Linked DNA regions of Callithrix jacchus: region 1 is linked to region 2. The links are chromatin contacts, called in public Hi-C maps. All regions are on one chromosome and are shown on one strand. The core of a region is the stretch at or near the end of the contact, and the rest is flanking DNA. Distances in the headings are between cores, read along the strand shown.

Region 1 (2,877 bases), core at 180-2,679, 180 kb before region 2:
ATGTTTAGGAAAAGCACAGCTCTCCCTCCTCGCCTCTCTTGTCCTAAGCACAGGTCCAAGCCAGGTCTAAAGTTTCCTTGTGAAAAGTTACAAATGATCCTTAATTATTAATCTGCAGATAGGGGGGAGTTTTCTATTTAGAATTTTATCTTTTTTAAAAAGCCTGCAAAAAAAATTTAGGAACAGTTTTTCAACCTAAAGACTGGTATAAATTAAATTTAAGTTTCATTAAAATAACTCTCTCTTTTCTCCCCTTCTCCTTTTTCTTCTGTAACATTGTTTCCACTTTCTTTTTAAAATTTCCTTTCCCTTGTTTGGATTTCTCTTCCTTTCTCCCAGCTTTGGCATTTGCTTTCCTTTTGTTCTTTCCCCGTCAATTTTTGCTCTTTGCTGACCCCCTGGCCATGTTGTTGGCTCCAGGATCCTCAATGTGGAGTGGGAGGCTAGGTGAGGAGCCTCCAGAGCTGAGAGCAGAGCTGCACTCGGCCGGGCCCACCTGGAAGGAAGGGCTGCTGGCTCTCTCCCTGACTTCGATTTCTTCTCGGAACCCCTCTTTGTTTTTAGAGCATCTCCCAGGCAGAGGCTGGGAAAGATGACCATCGCGTCCTGACAACCTCAGATTCGCAATGTGAAGTGAAGGCGAAGCCCAGGGAAGTGGGGTGGGAAAGAAAGGAAGAGGAAGGAAATATTTCAAACCAGCCCACAAGAAGCCTCGGCTGGGCTGGAAGGGCCTGGAGATGCTGAGAGATGAGGGTCAGAAGGGGGCACCCCACCCCCATGCTCGTCTGCCCAATTGTCCTGATACTGAGGCTGACCACTCTTGGAGTCTCCTGGACCCCACAACTCTTGAGTTTGAGAAAGATAAAGATGTGGGGAAAAAAGAGAGGGAGGCAATCAGAGGAAGAGAGGGAGAGAGAAAAGAGAAAACACAACAAAACAACACCCTGAAAACTGCCTGCTAATTTTCCCCCAGCACAGGGCAAGATGCTGACTAGGGAGAGAGCTGCTGGAACCAGGACTCCGGAGCTGTGGATCCCATGACCTAAGAAGGAGCGGATGGAAGGAGCAAAGGCAAGTGATAGGCACAAGGGAAGGTAGGAAAACAGGCAGGCAGAGAGGTAAGTATGGGTGACAGACGGCAGGAAAAGAAGCTGGAGGCATTAGAAACACCAGGTAAGGTAAAGAGGAAGAACGAAAGGAGGGACCAGGAGAAGCCAGGGTGGCTCCAAGATGGGACCTGAGTGCGGGGGGCCGGGGCCACGCTGGAACTGGACCAGGTTGGGAAGGACAACCCCGAACGAGGACAGGAGCCGGGCGCCGGTACTCACGGTGCATCGCGGAGAAGGGGTCTGCTTTGCAGTGCATATCCATGGGGAGGCAGAGGAGCGGGAGCAGCGCGGCCGCCGCCGCCGTGTCGCCTCGCAAACTCAACTTCAGGACTTGAGGAGAAAAGGGAGGGATGGTGGGGGAGGGAGGGTGAGTGAGCGCCCAGCTGCTGCGAGGCGCGCGGGGGCGAGGGGCGCAGTGCTGCGCTCCCCGTGGGGGTTCCTCCGGGCTGGCCGGAGCTTCCAACTGCAGTAGCCGCAACTTGCCACCGTTGGGACTCGGGGCCGGGCGGTCAGCAGAGTGGCCCCGGGGCGGTGGGCCGGGCCGGGGGGCACTGGGGGCGCATGGCTCCTGCGGCGGCTGCAGCCAGGGCTGAAGCCGGGCAGGGGAGGTGACTCGCTCAGCTCCCCTGGAACCCGGTCATCCAAGAGGCGGTTGTCCGAGAGCGAGCGGGGCGGGGGTGGCCCGAGGGCACCGGAAGGGAAGCCGGGCCTCTCCAAGTGCTGGCGAGTTGGCGAAGTTGGCAGAGAAGTAGCAATCCCGGGGATGTCCGAGCGGGCGCCTACGAGAGGGGAGCGCGCGGGCCGGGCCCCCGCCCCCAGAAAAGGCTGGCGCAAGGTGCCTCCGCCGAAGGGCCGGGAGGGAGGGAGGGAGGGAGGGAGCCTAGCTGCGTTGGCAGCCCAGGGCTGGCCCCAGGTGGGTTGCGGCTGCGAGAAGACTCGGCCGGAGACTGGAGCCTGGGCTCCCGGTGTGTGTCTCTCTAAAAGCTGCAAAGCCCCCTCCAGACCCCCTCCGCCTCCCCGCGCCGGGAGATGGATGACTTGTCAGACAAAGGCAATAGATTCCACCACTCTGTGATTCGCCAGCGCCGGAGCCCCGAGCTTCGGCGAGGAGGGCCCCGCGCCTGTCACTCCGGTGCCCGCAAGGGGAGGGCAGAGGAGGGGGAAATGGGAGGGAGGGAAGGAGGGAGCACCGGGCGTATGAAGAGGGAGGGAGGGGAGCGGGCCGGGGGAGGGGGAATGGGAGCCCAGGATTAAAACTAGACTGAGAAACGAAACTCGCTGATAAGATAAACGTTAGATAAGGATAAAGAGCGGCCAGTCTAATGAATATTCAGGTAACGACAGAGGGCCTCGGAGCGCGCTGCGCTCTGAAGCCAGGCTCTCAGTTCTAACTCGCCCAGCCCTGCAATCCACCGGCCAGTGCCCGCCTGGGCCGCGCGGCCCCGGGCCCAGTCCGCATTCCTAGCCCCAATCCCACCATTCTCGACTCTGAGTTCCCTTCCGTTCGTTCCTTCCCGGCTCTTCCTCCCTCTCTTTCTGGTTTTTCCCTTTCGCCTTTCCCTCTGGAGGTATCTTCCCACCCACGCACCTCCCCCACTTCTCATTCCACGGAAAAGTGTCCAGCAGTCTGTCTTGTCCTCTCTCTCCCGTCCCACGCGCGACTGCGCGTAGGGCCTCCCCAGTCCCCTTGCCCACCAGGTCTGGGCAGTCCAGACGCTTGGTTTAGAATCTAGCTGGAGATCTCCGGCGAGTACCCACCTGCCTGGGT
Region 2 (2,736 bases), core at 184-2,683:
TCTTCACTTAAGGGGTCTGCTCCCCCAAGAGCAACTGGGAAAGACAGTATCAGATGGTATGTAAGTTCTCTTCCAGCTCCACTATTCAAGGATTTGGAATTTGAGAGTTCTTTCTAGAATGTTCCTCTGGGAAGGTCTTCAGAGTGTCTTCGGTTAGCAAACATCCACATGTTCATGAGCTGTGACAAAAGTTCTCTCTCTCTCTCTCTCTCTCTCTCTCTCTCTCTCTCTCTCTCTCTCTCTCTCTTTCTCCACCTAAACCCCCTGGAGACATGGAGACAGAAACGTTTCCCTACAAGCTCTCCTCCTCCCTTCTTTCTCCAAAAAGGGAACAGTCAGCATCCTGGGGCTCAGTGCCTCACCACAAACCACAAAGCATGGCTGCCCCCATGGGGCTTCACTGAGCATGGCAGCCTCCATTACCCATCCTCCTGCCCCATCAGGACAGAATCAACCTCCATCTCCAGCCCTCCAAGAAAACGCCAATGGCCTCCTCATCCCTCCAGTTCCTTCCCCTCTCCCACTCCTCCCAGGAGGCTGAGTCCACTCCCTGCAGCAATCCCTCACCCTCAACACGCCATCCACCCACACCCTCATGTCCCCGCTCCTAAGGGGCACCCACACCCCCAGACTGTCCTCGGTTCACCCCGCCCCAGCTCTCCAACGCCCATCCGGAGCTTCCAGGTTGCGTCCCGATTCCAGCCCCGGCCACTTCCTCCCGCCACCTGGGCCAGAGCTGCCTGAAGAGCAACCCCGTGTCCTCAGCAGGCCCACCCCAGGCTGGAGGAGGGGACCTCATCTCCAAATGAGGTCAGAGGACCACGGACCTCAGACTCACCTGGGAAACTGGTTACAAATACAAATTCCTGGACCCCACCCAGAACTACTGAATTATTCTGGGGGTGGAGCCCAAAACCTGCCCCGCCCGCAGCCCCTCTGGCGAGCCTGCTGCGGTCCAGACTCAGGGCCCAGTCAGACGCCCAACCCCTCATCCCAGCGACCCGAGCGAGCGTGGCCGCCACTCCGCTTTGAACAGCAAAAGAACTCAAGACAGAGCTGAGCTGGGCTGTGGACAGCCCACGGCCAGTCGGTGGAGGGTCAGGGGCCCCAGGCTCTAACATGGCCCCACAGACCCTCATGTTAGAAGAGCGGCACCCCACCCCGAACCATGGGCTGCGCGCCAGGGCGGACAGACCACATGCCAAGTCGCTCAGTCCGGAACACGTGGGCCCAGCAGAAGTCACATCTGGATTCTACGCGTGCTCGGCCGCGGGCTAGCTTCTTCCACACCACTGGCATCTTCTTGCCACCCAGGAGACCTGGGCCGGCTGCGCCCCAGCAGAGCAGGGCCCACGAGCTCCCCGCAGTGGGGAGTGCGGAAAACGCAGCTGCGGCCTTGCTGCACACTTCGCTCCCGCCATTGGCTCAAGATGCCTGCGTGGAGCGAGTGCGCCACGCTGCGGCCGCAGCAGGGACGACACGTCCCAGGGGAGGGCACAGGAAAGATGGTGCGTGAGGGCCAAATTTCCAAGTTCTCTCCCACCTCAATGCCCCGTTTTATAGCCACCCTCTCAGGCTGACCTCTACCCTAGACCCCTTCTAACTAATCGCTAACCGTCTGACTTCAGGAAGGCCAGAGATGAAAGTTAGAGGCTAATGCCTCTGGGCAGCCATAGGAAGAAATGCAGACCCCAAATTTTCCCCTAAATCCTAGAAATATGCTCCAGATAAAAGTCTTTGCCTGGGTTCAGATAATAGACTCCTGTCCTTCATTCCAGAAATTTCAGCACCATTGAATCACTGGCAAGCTTCTGACAGTATTCAGGCCCATTGCCATGCTGGCTTCCTATCAAAAATCTCATTTGTCACTGACCTTAGCAGGGGAAAAGACCTCAGAATTAGACCCGGTACTCCAGAGGTGGCCTGACCATCTCAGAAAGCAGTGGAGAAACACCTCCCTTGATCTGGCTGCTGTTTGGCTAATGCAATTCATGGCTGTGTTAGGATTTTAGCAGTCACATCACACAGTTGACTCATATTGAGCTTGCAGTCAACTAAACCCCCCAGGTCTTTTCTTCATGAACTGCTGTCAAGCTGGGCCAGCCCCCACACCCGGTACTTATGTCATTGATTTTGTTTTAACCTAAGTGCAGGACTCTACATTTATCCCTGTTAAGTTTAATCTTGTTGGTTCCAGCCCAGTGTTCCAGCCTGTTGAAATCGTTTCGAATCCTGACTCTTTCATGCAAAGTATTAACTGCCCCTCCTAGCTCTATCACCTGCAAACTTGATGAGCCTGCTGCTTTGGTCAGTTGTCAATAAAAATGTCAGACAGGACACAGGCCCAGACTGAGCCCTCAGGCATACTGCTGGAGACTTCCCTCTAGTCTAGGCTGACGTGGATCCATTAATCAACCCTCACTGGGTCTGGCTCTTCACCAAGCTTCCTAGCCATTTGATTCAGATGCTTCTGCCACAACTACAGATAACATGAGAAGCTTTGTCAGCTTCTTTGCCAGAAATGTCTCTTGCCCAAGCTGTGGCCCCCACACCAAGCTTGGGCATTCTTTCTACCCTACCCTCCACACCCCACCATCACTTGTTTACTCATAACTTTAGGGGATCAGATTTCCAATGGTACCCCCTCCTGCATGACTTGAGGTAGTATTTCTGAGCTTCAGGATCACCTTGTGTGTACCTTTGCTAAGTATTTCATATCCCATCATCCCATGCCTT

What was found. A called contact is a pair of places that touch in the nucleus more often than the background predicts.
Region 1: a contact with region 2 is called in a Hi-C map of skeletal muscle, with 14 times the contacts expected there. The contact joins the promoter of PAX2 here to the enhancer-like site in region 2. A contact is called at or near these places in 2 of 3 Hi-C or Micro-C datasets (induced pluripotent stem cells and skeletal muscle).

Annotation. Positions count from the first base shown.
Region 1 is chr12:93,658,317-93,661,193 of calJac240_pri, reverse strand. PAX2 (paired box 2) reads right to left here and starts at 1,429. Exons shown (of 11, transcript XM_017979246.4): 1 at 1,329-1,429. The coding sequence starts at 1,371.
Region 2 is chr12:93,478,573-93,481,308 of calJac240_pri, reverse strand. No RefSeq gene overlaps it. Among named protein-coding and RNA genes, the nearest start is that of HIF1AN, 28 kb to the right of the region's middle. Within about 2 kb of position 1,433, at least 4 of the 16 cell types and tissues checked have an H3K27ac peak or open chromatin away from gene starts, as enhancers often do.